Linked DNA regions of Mus musculus: all the other regions are linked to region 1. Evidence: chromatin contacts called from public HiChIP or PLAC-seq and promoter capture Hi-C data. All regions are on one chromosome and are shown on one strand. The core of a region is the stretch at or near the end of the contact, and the rest is flanking DNA. Distances in the headings are between cores, read along the strand shown.

Evidence for each region. HiChIP or PLAC-seq counts read pairs in DNA pulled down with a chosen protein or histone mark. Capture Hi-C pulls out chosen DNA fragments and counts their contacts.
Region 2: a contact with region 1 is called in an H3K4me3 HiChIP or PLAC-seq map of bone marrow-derived macrophages, with 4 times the contacts expected there. The contact joins the enhancer-like site here to the promoter of Aldoa in region 1. A contact is called at or near these places in 5 of 39 promoter capture datasets (the C10 cell line, the HPC-7 cell line, cranial neural crest and 2 more), 15 of 115 datasets of contacts at active chromatin or transcription factors (the 230-238 cell line, bone marrow-derived macrophages, craniofacial prominence and 9 more) and 2 of 9 other capture datasets (embryonic stem cells and liver).
Region 3: a promoter capture Hi-C map of adipose tissue shows a contact between it and region 1. The contact joins the promoter of Cd19 here to the promoter of Aldoa in region 1. A contact is called at or near these places in 2 of 39 promoter capture datasets (the HPC-7 cell line and embryonic stem cells), 3 of 484 Hi-C or Micro-C datasets (B cells and embryonic stem cells), 1 of 115 datasets of contacts at active chromatin or transcription factors (pro-B cells) and 2 of 9 other capture datasets (adipose tissue and liver).

What each region holds. Positions count from the first base shown.
Region 1 is chr7:126,796,615-126,801,318 of GRCm38.p6, reverse strand. Aldoa (aldolase A, fructose-bisphosphate) reads left to right here and starts at 2,065. Exons shown (of 9, transcript NM_007438.4): 1 at 2,065-2,274; 2 at 3,543-3,675; 3 at 3,771-3,982; 4 at 4,411-4,465; 5 at 4,564-4,704. The coding sequence starts at 3,564.
Region 2 is chr7:127,162,716-127,167,335 of GRCm38.p6, reverse strand. No RefSeq gene overlaps it. Among named protein-coding and RNA genes, the nearest start is that of Spn, 27 kb to the right of the region's middle. Within about 2 kb of position 1,570, at least 24 of the 459 cell types and tissues checked have an H3K27ac peak or open chromatin away from gene starts, as enhancers often do. A contact at or near this core is called in the HPC-7 cell line and bone marrow-derived macrophages, where this site is marked.
Region 3 is chr7:126,413,410-126,417,905 of GRCm38.p6, reverse strand. Cd19 (CD19 antigen) reads left to right here and starts at 3,036. Exons shown (of 15, transcript NM_009844.2): 1 at 3,036-3,157; 2 at 3,379-3,645; 3 at 3,921-4,115; 4 at 4,237-4,496. The coding sequence starts at 3,070.

The DNA.
Region 1 (4,704 bases), core at 816-3,315:
TAGTTTGGTTTCATGCCAGCAAGAAAGTCCAAAGCCCAGAAATTATCTTCATGAGGATTGAAACATGTTTCTGGTCCTGACTTCCTCTAGGTTGCATAGGGCTTTGAGAGTATAGTATACCTACTATGTGCGCATACACACACGCGCGCGCGCGCGCACGCGCGCGCGCACACACACAGGACCCAGTGGGACAGATACTTTATCACTGCTGCTGTTCAGCATGGAGGGTGCTTCCTTTCCAGTGCTTTGTCTCTCCGTCCCACTGGGCTGGTGGGTGGGTGCTCCTCAGCCCCTCTGCTTACCCACCTCTCTCTTCTCCTTTAGGGTTGGGCCCCTCGATGCCCTGGCTGCTGCCCACTGTGTGACTGTGCCTGTGCCTGCCAGCTCCCAGACTGCCAGAGCCTCAACTGCCTCTGTTTCGAGATCAAGCTCAGATGAAAGATGGGGCTGGGGACGTTGTTCTTTGGGGAGTGGCCAGTCCCCAGGGCCCCCTCTATGATCCTCAGGACATCATTACTGGAGCTACTGCACTGGAGCTATGGATGGCAGGCCCAGCCTAATTACCTGGGAACCTTGAGTTCTCTGAAAGGCAGGATTCTGAGAGCCCTTGGACCGCTGAAAAGGGCCTGATGCTCTGGCCAGTGCCCCTGCCTTTCTTCCTCTCCCTTCCCTGATAAACTATTGTATGTGAGGGTGAGGATGCAGGACATTGCTCACCCAGGCAACAGTGTGGGAGGTTTCTGCCAACCTGGACTATCAGGATAAAGGGATGGCCAGCCACACCCTGCCTTTAGACTCCTGGTTATTTTAAGAGGTGAGTATCCTGCCTGCATCTGCTCTCCTTTGGAAAAAAAAAAAAAGTACAACCACCAGCAGGCACCAGAGTCAAGGGAGGAGGGAACCAGAGGAGGCAGTGGGAGGCAATATCTAGATGTTTTCCCTTCTTGTTCTGCCTTACAGATCCTGGACCTGAGACTGATTTCTTGACTAATTTCACTGTATTTCCAAGGAAGAGGTTCCTCTAAAGACCGGTGAGTGAGCAGTGGCACCTCCTCCTCTCAAGGCAAACCAAAGCTGCCTCTTCTTCACCCCCCACGCAGGGATGAATGTCAGGAGCCTCAGGTTTCCCTAAATATAGGTCCCGGCCGCGGGATTCGTGGTGGGGAAAGGGCAGGGGTTACCGAGAAGGTCTGGGACACTGGTGCGGGGGTGTGTAGGGGAGGGGTGGGGAGTAGGAGCTGCCTTAAAACCCAGCCCTGGACTGCCGGGCTCACTCTCTGCTGACCGGGCTCTGCGGCTTCTGTCACTGCGCCACAGGTGGGCCGCTATCCGGATTGCAGGATGGGAATGGGGGTTGCGGATTGGGACCTGAGGAAACTGAGTGCTCTGAGAGTTACAGGGTGACAAGAGAGCTCCGAGACGGATTTTTTTATTTTGGAGAAGGAAATCAGGTTCGGGAAAGACCTGTCTGGCTTGGGCCAGTCCTTGTCGGTCATTTCCTCAAACTGGGTGTGTTTAGCTCGCGGGTGGTGCCTCCCGCCAATCTGCTAGGCAACGCCAGGCCTGGATACGCCACTCAGTTCCGATGTGGCCGGCACACTAGTTCTGGGAGGTTTTGCCTGCGTACCATGTCAGCTGCGCCGTGCTCTGGCCAGGGAGAGATGGAACGCGCCCTGCATTTTAGTCAAGCGACGAAGCAGGCAGGCAGGGAGGCTCCGAAGCTCTGCGTTCTTAGCAGTGACGTCAGGCTGCAACTACACAGCCGGAAGCCAGGGGTCTTGGAGGAGAGGCCAGCCACCATCTCACTCTGACCCCCTCCCTACTCTTCGCCAACCCACATTCCGGCTGAGTCACGATGTTCGCGCGCGCGCCAGGCAGGGGTTGGGGGGGGGGGTGTTGGGGGGGGGGGCCTGGTGACCTGCGGGATGTGGCTCGAGTCACGTCCTAGCGGGGCGGAGGAGGGATCGTGTTCTAGCCGCTTGTCTCCTCCCCAGTGCCGCCTCCTATCGGAGCATCTTGGGGCGGTGCTGCGCACAGTGCCCACCTTCAATTGGACGGTTCCCGTCCCTGCAAGGGAAAAAACCTGCAGAGGGCGGAGCGGCGCCTTTAAATGTCCGGGGCCCCGCCTCCCGTCCCCCCCAACCCAGCTGAATAGGCTGCGTTCTCTTGGAACGCGCAGCAGAACGAGGTTCTGGTGACCCTAGCCGCGTTCGCTCCTTAGTCCTTTCGCCTACCCACCGGCGTACCAGGCAGACCCACCCCGTCCTGTGCCAGGTGAGCGCCATTTGACACGTGCTCGGGGAAGGGTCTATGGGGTTAGGATCTTGGGCCGGTGGCGGGCAGTGCAGAGCCGTCTTCCCCACGGCCCCTCACTTCTCCTTTTTCTACCCCCACGCTTGCCCCCAGCCCGGGTTCTCCGGCCTGCGCCCTGGCGGTTCGCTGCGCCACGCAGCAACTCAGCGCGCTGAGTCATGCCGGGGGAGGAAGCAAGATGAGGTGGAAAAACAGACCCCTCTTTATTTTTGCAAAAACTCTCCGCTATGCAAAGCATCAGGGTCCCATTTCCTATTCAAGAGATCTCAAGAAGCGATGGGGAGACGGGGGCGATCGGCTCTTACACCGTCTCAGGATTTACGCGATGGGGTGGAGGAAATTGGTTTCCTTTCGGGGGAGCCCCAGGAGAGAAGGCTAAACTCCTCAGCTGCAGTACTCTGTTGCCCATTAACACTTTACTATCTTTCCTTATCTGTGACCTTGATTCTGAGTCTGGAACCGCTGTAGCGTAGAAGTGCACGTGCCTCGTACATCCTTTCCCTCCCCTTCTAACAGTATGGAGGCAAAGGTTTCGTTCTACCTGGGCTCCATAGCCCCTTTTCTGTGCTTCTGATGGCCCTGTGTTTTTCCTAATAATTAATCCTTTTCCTCGAGCTCCTCCCCCGCAACCATCACGAAGAGAGAAGCCTGACCTTGGGGTGTCCTTGAAGCCTGGGCCGGCCCTGGGTGGATTAGAAGGGGCCCCCCCACCTCAGTCGGGAAATCTTGGTTCTCTCTTAACTCTCGCCTTTGGGTTGCTATGTGGCTTTGAGCACAGATCATTTCTTTCTTGGGCTCTTTCAGATGAGGGTATTAGGCTCTCTGCCCTATTCGTGATCCTTAAATTCTAAAATATTCCCGGTTCAATTTTGTTTCTAGGCAAGGTGACCCATGGCAACGCGCAGGCCAGATGGGTCCAGCTTCAACATGACCCGCCTGTCCCTGGCTCTGGCTTTTTCCTTTCCCCCAGTTGCCAGTGAGCAACCCCACTCTGAGCTGGGCAACACCCAGCAACAGACAGAGTTAGGAAAGGTACAGGAAGAGGCAGGTCTAGTATAGGGAAGTCGGGAGTAGGGGAGAGCTCTGGGACAGGAAGTATCCCAGGACCCTCAGGGAGTGGGGCAGGGGAGGTGGGGGCTAGTGCCCTGGCCTCCAGGGAAGCTTTGTTACCGGGGAGACCATGGGATGGTCCAACTAAGCGCTGGTCTCTGTCTGCCTCCCTCACCCAGGAAAGCACTGCCACCGGCACCATGCCCCACCCATACCCAGCACTGACCCCGGAGCAGAAGAAGGAGCTGTCTGACATCGCTCACCGCATTGTGGCTCCGGGCAAGGGCATCCTGGCTGCAGATGAGTCCACCGGTGCGGTACAGGCAGAAGAAAGGGGGAGGAGGGACCCAAGGTTGGAGCTAGCAGGCTGATCCCCTTATCTCCCCACATGACCCTCCTCCCTTCAGGAAGCATTGCCAAGCGCCTGCAGTCCATTGGCACCGAGAACACCGAGGAGAACAGGCGCTTCTACCGCCAGCTGCTGCTGACTGCAGACGACCGTGTGAATCCCTGCATTGGGGGGGTGATCCTCTTCCACGAGACACTGTACCAGAAGGCAGATGATGGACGTCCCTTCCCCCAAGTTATCAAGTCCAAGGGTGGTGTTGTGGGCATTAAGGTAAGAGGGCAGACTCTGGGGGGGGGGTAAGATTAGAGGTGGATCTGGAGAAAGGGATTAATAGGTAGGGAGGGGGTGAATATTGGGCTAGCAGGCCTAGAGACTCAGGTGTGGATGTATTCAGCATAATTTTTTGTCAGTGTTTGGGGTGAACTTAGGTCCTTGTGCATGTTAGGCAAGCGCTCTGTTGCCAACTTAATGGTTTCCCTGTGATACAAGAAGGTGATTTCATGGTGAAGAAGTGAAAAGGTTTTCTCAGTGTGCAGTAGCACCAGGTCCCTCTAGTCCAGTTAACATTTCTCTCAAATAATACACATCTTTTCTCATAAATATTTGCAAGCCATGAGAGGCTACAGTGAAAGGTGAAGTTTGGGCTGGGTAGAGGAGACAGGGGCCATAAAGCTGACTGCTGGTCTCCTCCCTGGCAGGTAGATAAGGGTGTGGTGCCCCTGGCAGGAACCAATGGCGAGACAACTACCCAGGGTAAGAATGATCTGCCTGCCTCCTTCCCTTCTCCACCAGCTCATCAGAGTTCCAGAGTGAGTCTGATCAAAAGCCTTCTCTTTATTCTTCCCCTTCAGGGCTGGATGGGCTGTCTGAACGCTGTGCCCAGTATAAGAAGGATGGAGCCGACTTTGCCAAGTGGCGCTGTGTGCTAAAGATTGGGGAACATACTCCCTCGGCCCTGGCCATCATGGAAAATGCCAATGTTCTGGCCCGTT
Region 2 (4,620 bases), core at 321-2,820, 370 kb before region 1:
ACCACCACAGCAGTGGTATTTTACAGAAACAGAAACTTCATAGATCAGTTTTTCTGTTGTGGAATATTAGCAACTGGAAAATAGAATTCCAAGAGCCTCAGTATACAGACAAATGCCCAGCAACAAGCCAATAGGCAGAGCTGGGTCAAATCCTGGTTGTTCTATTGCTGTGATAAACAGCATGACTAAAAACATCGTGGGAAGGAAAAGGATCATTTCATGCAGTCTACCCTGAGGGAAGTCAGGGCAGGAACTCAAGGCAGGAACTGGAGTAGAGGTTGGGGGGTGGGGGGAAGCAGGGAGATGGCTGCTGCTTACTGGCTTGCTCTGCATAGCTTGCTCAGTCTGCTTTCTTCTGGAACCCAGTCTCCCTTGTTCAGGGGTAGCACCACCCACAGGAGGATGGGCCATTCCAGAACAATCTTTAATCAAGAAAGTGCCCTACTGGGAGGATGGACAGAATAAAAGAGATGAAATTCTCTGCAGCAGGGGGATCAGCCTAGCAAGGACTGAACACTGACAGCTCCCTAGATGCTCTTTATTGTTACCTAAAAGGCACCTTATCAAGTCAATTTCCACATACCAAAACTTCTTATCTGATCTCCCGGTTGTCTTGAAAGACCCGCCACCTAAGCAATTCTCAGTCACTCCACACTTCCTGGTTTGTCAGGCATGCCCCTAGACTAAGTTATGCAAAGGCTCTGAGAATAGTTCAAAAGAACAACCTTATAAAGTCCCAGATGATAATTACCAACAAAAGGCTACTTCAAAGCTTACACGCGCCATCACTCCAGATTCATGTGCAATACGAGAATTCTAAAATCCTGTCACAGATATGCCTACAGTCTAAAGGAGGTATTTTCTCAATTGAGGTTCCTTTTTCCAGAAAACTCTAGCCTGTGTCAAGTTGATACAAAACTAACCAGGCCCCAAGGCTGCTAGGCATTTGGAGAAGGCAAACCCCTTCGTCTGTGACAGTTGTGACAATGTGACAGTGCAGATAGCTCTTGGACACAGGCTTCCCTCCCTGTCCATTTACCCAGTAGCTGGATTGCTGGATCAAATGGTTCTGTTTGCTTTTCGTGGTTTTGGTTTTGGACAATGTCACACGTGGTTTCTCGTATCTCACATGAATCTGGAGTGATGGCGCGTGTAAGCTTTGAAGTAGCCTTTCGTTGGTAATTATCATCTGGGACTTTATAAGGTTGTTCTTTTGAACTATTCTCAGAGCCTTTGCATAACTTAGTCTGGGGACATGCCTGACAAGCCAGGAAGTGTGGGGTGACTGAGAATTGCCTAGGTGATGGCTCTTTCATGACTGTACTGGAACTTTCCATGTAAGCTAGGCCAGGCTGGCTTTGAACGCCCCCCCCCCTTCTTCTCCAGTGCTGGGGTTGCAGGTGTGTGCCGCTGTGCCTGACTCTCATTTCATATCATTTCAGCGTTATGATATCCCAAGACCTTTCAAACGATACTTCTCTTTTTCTCTAGGGATTAAACCCTCTCATGTGATGCACATTGTCTGCCATGGAGCTACTTCCCAGCCCGGTTTCTAGCATTTTGAGGAACCTTTGTACTGTTTTCCATAATGGTTATACTAATTTGCATTCTCACCAAGAATGTCTGAGTGTTCCCTTCTCCTCCTCCTCTCAAGCACTTCTTGTTGCTGTTAGCTTTGCTTTTTGAAGCACAGGGTCTCAATTTATAGCCCAGGCTGGCCTCAAACCTGTGGGTTTCCTGCCTCAGCCTCTTGGGTGATAGGATTAAACATACAAGCCACCAAACCTAACTCCTGGTTTTCTTTGCTAGTTTCTTTATTTTTTTGAGATAGGGTTTTTCTGTGTTACATCCTTTTCTGTGTTACATACTTTCTGTGTAGACCATGCTGGCCTCAAACTCACAGAGATCCTCCTGCCTCTACCTCCCGGAATTGCTGGGATAGAAGGCATGCACCATTACACCCAGCTTCTAATTCCATATTTTAAAAGGTTTTATTTTTTTGTATATGTGTGTGTGTCTGTGTGCAGGTATGTATATGCACGTAAGTGGAGGCAAAGATCAACCTTGTGTTAGACGGGGTCTCTCACTAGGCCCTGGACCTGGCTGTTGAGTGAGCCCCAGGGACTCCCCTGCAGTCAGCTCCCCAGAACTGAGATTATGAGCAACACCAGTGCTCCCAGATGTTTTGTGACTTTGGTTGCATGAGCCCACATACCTGCGTCCTTTTGAGAAATGTCTACTCACAAGAGCCTCTCATTCTTTAGCTTGTTTTCTACTGTTTTATTGTTTGAATATCTGGTCTACCTATCTTTTCTATCTGATGGGTAGTTTGCCCCCCCCCCTTTTTTTGTCTCACTTTGTAACCCAGGCTTCCCTGAATCTACCAGGCTGGCCTCAAACTCTTGATCCTCCTATCTCAGTCTCTTAATGCTGGATTACAAATATATCCCACCATACCCTATATATATATTTTTTCACTTTCTTTGTTCTAAACATTGCACATGGGGACTGTAAAGGCTAATCCCATTTGCCCAAGGACAGGTAACTCCCTGGGCTGCTGTTCACGTCAGATAACAAGGCCTGTGTTTTCCCTTCAGTACACAAGCTTGGTTGCCCATGCTGCACAGGAAGACCTTGATCGCCAGTAGGCAGAAGACACATGGGCAGGAAGTAGTACATCAGGATGTATGGAAGCAGAAAGTACCAGAGCCTGTGGGTTTGACCTTTGTAGGCACCCGTCTGACCTAATTGGGGGCCAATCTTCATGGATCCTGGGTATGGATCTGGCCAGGGTCCATTGTCCTAGCCAGTATTACATAAAGCTTGCTTTAATAGGTCAGTTGTCGATTTGGTCTTTCTCTTAGAAATTTTCAGCTTTAACACTCCCTGCATGCTAGCATGTGCACAGGGACGCAGCTGCTGGGGTTGTTTCTCACTTTCTCCTGCAGCTTGCAGTTGGAGTGGAGACATGTCACTGGCTTGTTCATGCTGACTTAGCGCCTGCTACATGATGCCATTCATTTACCAATCCTAACATTTTTGGTGGAGTCTTTTTGGTTTTTCTAGAGACAGCCATTTGCAAGCAAAATATACTTCCTCTTTCCCTATGGGGTGCCCCCTTTTTTTTTCTCTTGCCTAACTGGTCTGGCTAGAACACCCAGTGCTATGCTGAGTTAAGGTGGTGGAGTTGGCAACTTCTTATGCCAGAGCTCCGAGCTCTCCTCTCCTCTTGTCCTCATTTTTGAAGCTAGCTGTGGGTTTGACTTGTGTGGCGTTTACTGTGTCAAAGAACCAGACCTTCTTCACACGGTTCTCTTTTATCTGAGTGTAAGACCTCGACCCCGACCTTCAGTCAGTGGTCCTTACTTCGAGATGCCCCTGTGTGAGACACAGAGATGCAGATCGATGTGAAAGCAAGAGGTTTATTTCCTTGGCATGTCGGGTCGACCTTCAATTAGCCCCTCAAGGTGAGTTACTAAGAAGGCGACCGAGAATGGCTATTACAAGCAGTTTGTATACTTTTTAGGGGCACAGGTTACATCAGCAACGTTACAGTTCAAACTTATTGGCCAAGTGTATTGACCTTTCAGTCTATTGGCTAGCAAGCATGACACACATTTGAACTCTACCTGGGACTTTCCAGAGGGTCAGGTAACTATCAGTCAGAAATTTTTACTCAAGAATGCTCCTGTGGGTGGAGAATGAAACTTGGCCTAGCCTTGACTCCGGGCAGGAGGGGGAAGCTACAAGGAGGGTGTGGGACTAGAAAACCTCTTAGTGTCCCTCATGAGTACGGTCTTTTGAAGTGACCATATTATTGTTCTTCAAGTAGTTACTGTGCTGTTTCTCATTTGTTGATTTGTGGAAGCCACTTCATCCTTGGGCAAATCCCACCTGGTCTGGAGTGTGGTCCATCGGGAATGAACCTTTTTGTGCATCATTGTCTGGTTTGGGTATCGGGGTGATGCTGATCTCACTGAATGGATTCGGAATCCCTTCCCCTTAGGTTTTTGGTTTTGTTTTGTTTTTTTGGATGTTAGAAGACTTGACATTTGCTCCTGGAACCTTCTAGGCTGGCCTAGGAGGTTAAAAAAAAAAAAGCTCCTGCTGTCAGTCTGAGGACCTGGGCTGGAGCATCAAGACCTAAAGGAGGAGAGAGCTCACCACACAGCATTCTCCAATGCCCTGCACACGGCACTGTGCGTCACCACCAGCATTGCTGGTGCACACACAATTAAGTTGAATTAAGAATGAACTGGGGGCGTGGTGGCACACACCTTTAATCCCAGCACTTGGATGTAGAGGCAGGTGGATCTCTGTGAGTTTGAGGCCAGTTCTGATTTACATAGTAAGCTCCAAGATAGTCAAAACTACCCTGTCTCATTACACACCCCATGTTCCCCACCCCCCCACCCCCAATTAAGAAAATAAAAGTTTGGCGAATGGCTAAGCATGTGGCACATGCCAGTTTGCCCAGCACTGAGAGGCTAAAACAGGAGGATCCCAAGTTTAATGCCAGCCTGGTAGAACTTAGTACTAGCATGGAAAAAGCTCCTGGCCAGAAGGACAGAAGCTCTGCTGGGTGGAGCTTGGCATCCCCTTGGGATGGTGCAACCACTC
Region 3 (4,496 bases), core at 1,787-4,286, 380 kb after region 1:
GAATTACCCTCCCCTGCTCTTGCACCGTACTGACCGCGTCAGGGTTTCTCAATCAATAGGGCTAGTGCTGCCAGTCAGCATGTTCTATGAAGACTGGGATACAGGCAGGCTACTTGGCATTTGTGAGGCCTCTGGGGATTGAACTCTGATCCTTGTACAGTGAGCCCTTTACCTACCACACCATCTCCCCAGACCATGCCTGAGCCCTTTACCCACCACACCATCTCCCCAGATCATGCCTGACATTTTTACACAAGACTCTGGGGACTGGATTCAGGTCCTCAGGCTTGAAGACAAGCTATGGCTCCACCTCAGGGAAAGGTTTTCTTTACTCTTCCCAACTTTTTTTCTTTCTCCAGTCAATAAATACGTATTAAATCTTTTCTAAACCGGGGCACACCTAGGGACAAAAAGATCTCTGTTAGCATGAACAGCCTAGGGCTGTGAATCCTCTCTCCTAGATAGAGCTCACATAAGGTCCTGGGTTCTATTGCCAGTGACATAGGACAAGGAGAGGGCAGAAGGAGAGGGCAGTCTGCGTTCTTACTCCAGATGTGAATAAGGAGCTTAACTCCCAACAAGTGTAATTTAAAACCGAAGCAAAAGCTAGAAAGGAAAGAAAACAAGGGTGGGAAGTACCGGCAGCTCTGGGCAGGCCCTTCTGAGGAAGTACCATTTAAACCTAGAGCTAAGCGATGAAAGGAGCTAGCCAAGTGGAAAAGTGTTGCGGACAAGGGCCTGTGCTGGGGAGATGCTCAGTAAGTTGAATAAGATAAAGGAAGACTAGAGATGGAGGAATGAATGGAGAGCGGCGTCATTAACTCCAGACGTAGACTGGAGGGTTTTCTTGTTTGTTTGTTTGTTTGTTTGTTTGTTTGTTTGTTTGTTTTAGGTGGATGGAAATCCTTTGTGGGAAGATGTACTGCTGAGTGTTAAGCAAGTGGGGTCTGCCCACTGTTAGATGTCTCTTCTTCCCGAGCTTTCTTCTTTCCCCTTGGCCCCTCAGCTCAATCAAGGGAAGTGAGGGCCCACCACCTGTGGTGTCCCCTGAGGTTTGCCTGTGGCAAACAGGAAGTCACAGCCCAGTAGAGATAGGCCTGGGACTCAACTGAGAAAGCAGGTCTCTTGGGTCTCTAGTCTTTCCTCTGAGTGCTGTCATCAGTGAAAGATATGCGCACACACTCAGGCACACAGACACAGATACACAGATACACATACACACCACATACACACAGGCACACACAGACACAGACACACATAACACTCACACAGGTACACACACACACAGGCACACACACGCGTGCATACACACTGTACCACCTCTGTGTGACTTTAGACAATGCTCTTCCAGTCTTGAAGCCTGAACCCAATGTCTATGCGTCTCCTCCATTTCTGAAGCAGGGATTACCTGGAGAACAAAGGGATCCTAATAAGAAGCCATTTTGAAAGACCACTGCAAAGCACACGGCTCTTGCTCCCCATCCACTGTCTAGCCCCCTCCCAGCTCTGATTGCCATGTCCCCAGCACAGTTTCTGGTCTGCTCTCTTACTAACCTGCTTAGAGATGAGGAAATTTAACCATGGTTTATGACTGGGCGCCACTCTCAGCCATAAACTGATGATGACTCTCAGAAACTGAACTGTAAACTAGGCCAAAAAAGCCACACAACACACACACACACCACATACACACACAAACCACATACACACAATACTACATACAAACTACATATACACACACACACAACACACATACACACACCACATACACACACAGACACATCACACATACATACTACATACACAAACCACATACACACATTACTACATACAAACTACATATACACATACCACATACACACACATACACTACATAAAATATTATACACACAGAGACCACACACACACTCACACACCACAAAGAGACCACATACACACACACACACACACACACACACACACACACACCCCATACACATCACACACTTTTTTCTTGTGCTACAACTCAGGGAATTGTATATGGTAGGCAAGTGTACTACCACTGGGCTACATTATCTACCCAGCTCACAGTCCCTTTCTTTGGGGGGTGGAGGGTAGGGTGGGATTGAGACAGATTCTCACTATGTAGCCATGGCTGGCCTGAAACTTACAGCGATCCACTTGTTGCTGCCTCCCAGTTGCTGGGATTAAAGGTGTGTGCCACTCTGCCTGTTTGGCTCTTTCTTTTTTGAGGGGGAGGTCTTGCTATATAGTCTAAGCTAGAATGAAACCTAAAATGTGTGTGTGTTTGTGTGTGTGTGTCTGTGTGTGTGTGTGTGTCTGTCTGTCTGTCTGCGTCTATGTCTGTGTGGTAGGAGGGATTAAATCTAGGGTCTTGTATATACTTTGGCACTGAACTATGTCCTCAACTTTTTAAAAAAGTATTTTTTAATTTTCAGATAAGGTCTCCCTGAGTACTTTAGAGTGGCTTTGAACTCACTCTGCAGTCCAAGCTGGCCTTGACTTTTGTGATCCTCTCCAGTAACTGGAATTATAAGCCTGGATCACCAGACCCAATATAAAAATCCTAATGCTATCCCCAGATGATAGAGGAAAAAAAGCGGATGCCAGACATTGTGGCATATGCCTTTAACTTCACCAGCTGGGAAACAGAGGTGTAAAATAAGGTCAGAGCCTGGAGCCTGGAGAGAGGAGGAGAAAGAAAACCCTAACTTAAGCCTGCACCCACTCATCTGAAAAATATTTAACAGGTGCCACTATGTGGAAAGCTCTGTGTGTGCAGTAGTGAAGATGTTAGCCTTACCCGGAGGAACTCCCATGCCAAACCATATAGAAGGTCACACACTTGGGCTAAGTGCTGGGTGACAGGGAGGGGGACAAGTGTTGTGGATTTGGAAGAGTGCCTGCAAATGGAGGCCTAACCTAAGGTGTGACCACCCCTTTCCTCTATACGGGGACTGCCACCACCCTCACAGACACCCATGGTTCATTGCCCACTAGGCTCCTGCTCGCCCCAGCATCCTCTGCGCAGCCACGCAGAAGCCGGGTGCCCCAGGGAGCCTGGCTACCATGCCATCTCCTCTCCCTGTCTCCTTCCTCCTCTTTCTTACCTTAGTAGGAGGCAGGCCCCAGAAGTCCTTACTGGTGGAGGTAGAAGGTATGTCTATCTATCTGTCTGTACGTCTGGGGGGAAGGAGCTAGGGTTGAAAGTCTGGGTTCTGAGTTGAGTAACTGGCCTTCTTGGAGCCTCCATTTTCTTACTTGTAAACTGGGAGGAGTCAGAAAGACCCTTAGAGCTTCCATATGGTGGACTTCTGGGGTCCTTTGATTTATGAGGAGGGAAGAGGGGCTGGGGCTCCCCTTTTCCTCTCCCCACAGAGGGAGGCAATGTTGTGCTGCCATGCCTCCCGGACTCCTCACCTGTCTCTTCTGAGAAGCTGGCTTGGTATCGAGGTAACCAGTCAACACCCTTCCTGGAGCTGAGCCCCGGGTCCCCTGGCCTGGGATTGCACGTGGGGTCCCTGGGCATCTTGCTAGTGATTGTCAATGTCTCAGACCATATGGGGGGCTTCTACCTGTGCCAGAAGAGGCCCCCTTTCAAGGACATCTGGCAGCCTGCCTGGACAGTGAACGTGGAGGATAGTGGTGAGTGCCTGGTGGGGCTGGGTTGTGGAGGTAAAGAGGAGCTCTCCATGGACAGAGGAAGTTCTTTGGTCTGGCAGGGCTGCAGCGGCGAAGAAGGAATTAGTTCTAGGCACCTACTTCCTATGGTTTGGTAACTGCTCTGAGCTACTCCGTATCTCTGTCTCGCTTGTCTGTTAGTCATAGTTGCTTTCTCCCTGTATCTCTGGCTCTGCTCTTCCCAGCCTTTGTATCTCCCCCTTCTCCTGGTCTGTATCTAGTCTGGGGTCTCTTCCCAGGGGAGATGTTCCGGTGGAATGCTTCAGACGTCAGGGACCTGGACTGTGACCTAAGGAACAGGTCCTCTGGGAGCCACAGGTCCACTTCTGGTTCCCAGCTGTATGTGTGGGCTAAAGACCATCCTAAGGTCTGGGGAACAAAGCCTGTATGTGCCCCTCGGGGGAGCAGTTTGAATCAGAGTCTAATCAACCAAGGTAAGGGGACAGTGCTGTGTGGATGCTGGGAAGTGGGGGCTCAAGGATAGGGAGGGTGCTGGGAACTCGGGGGTTGGGGGAGATGATTGTATTTTCCTTACCTCTTCTCTCCCTGCCTTAGATCTCACTGTGGCACCCGGCTCCACACTTTGGCTGTCCTGTGGGGTACCCCCTGTCCCAGTGGCCAAAGGCTCCATCTCCTGGACCCATGTGCATCCTAGGAGACCTAATGTTTCACTACTGAGCCTAAGCCTTGGGGGAGAGCACCCGGTCAGAGAGATGTGGGTTTGGGGGTCTCTTCTGCTTCTGCCCCAAGCCACAGCTTTAGATGAAGGCACCTATTATTGTCTCCGAGGAAACCTGACCATCGAGAGGCACGTG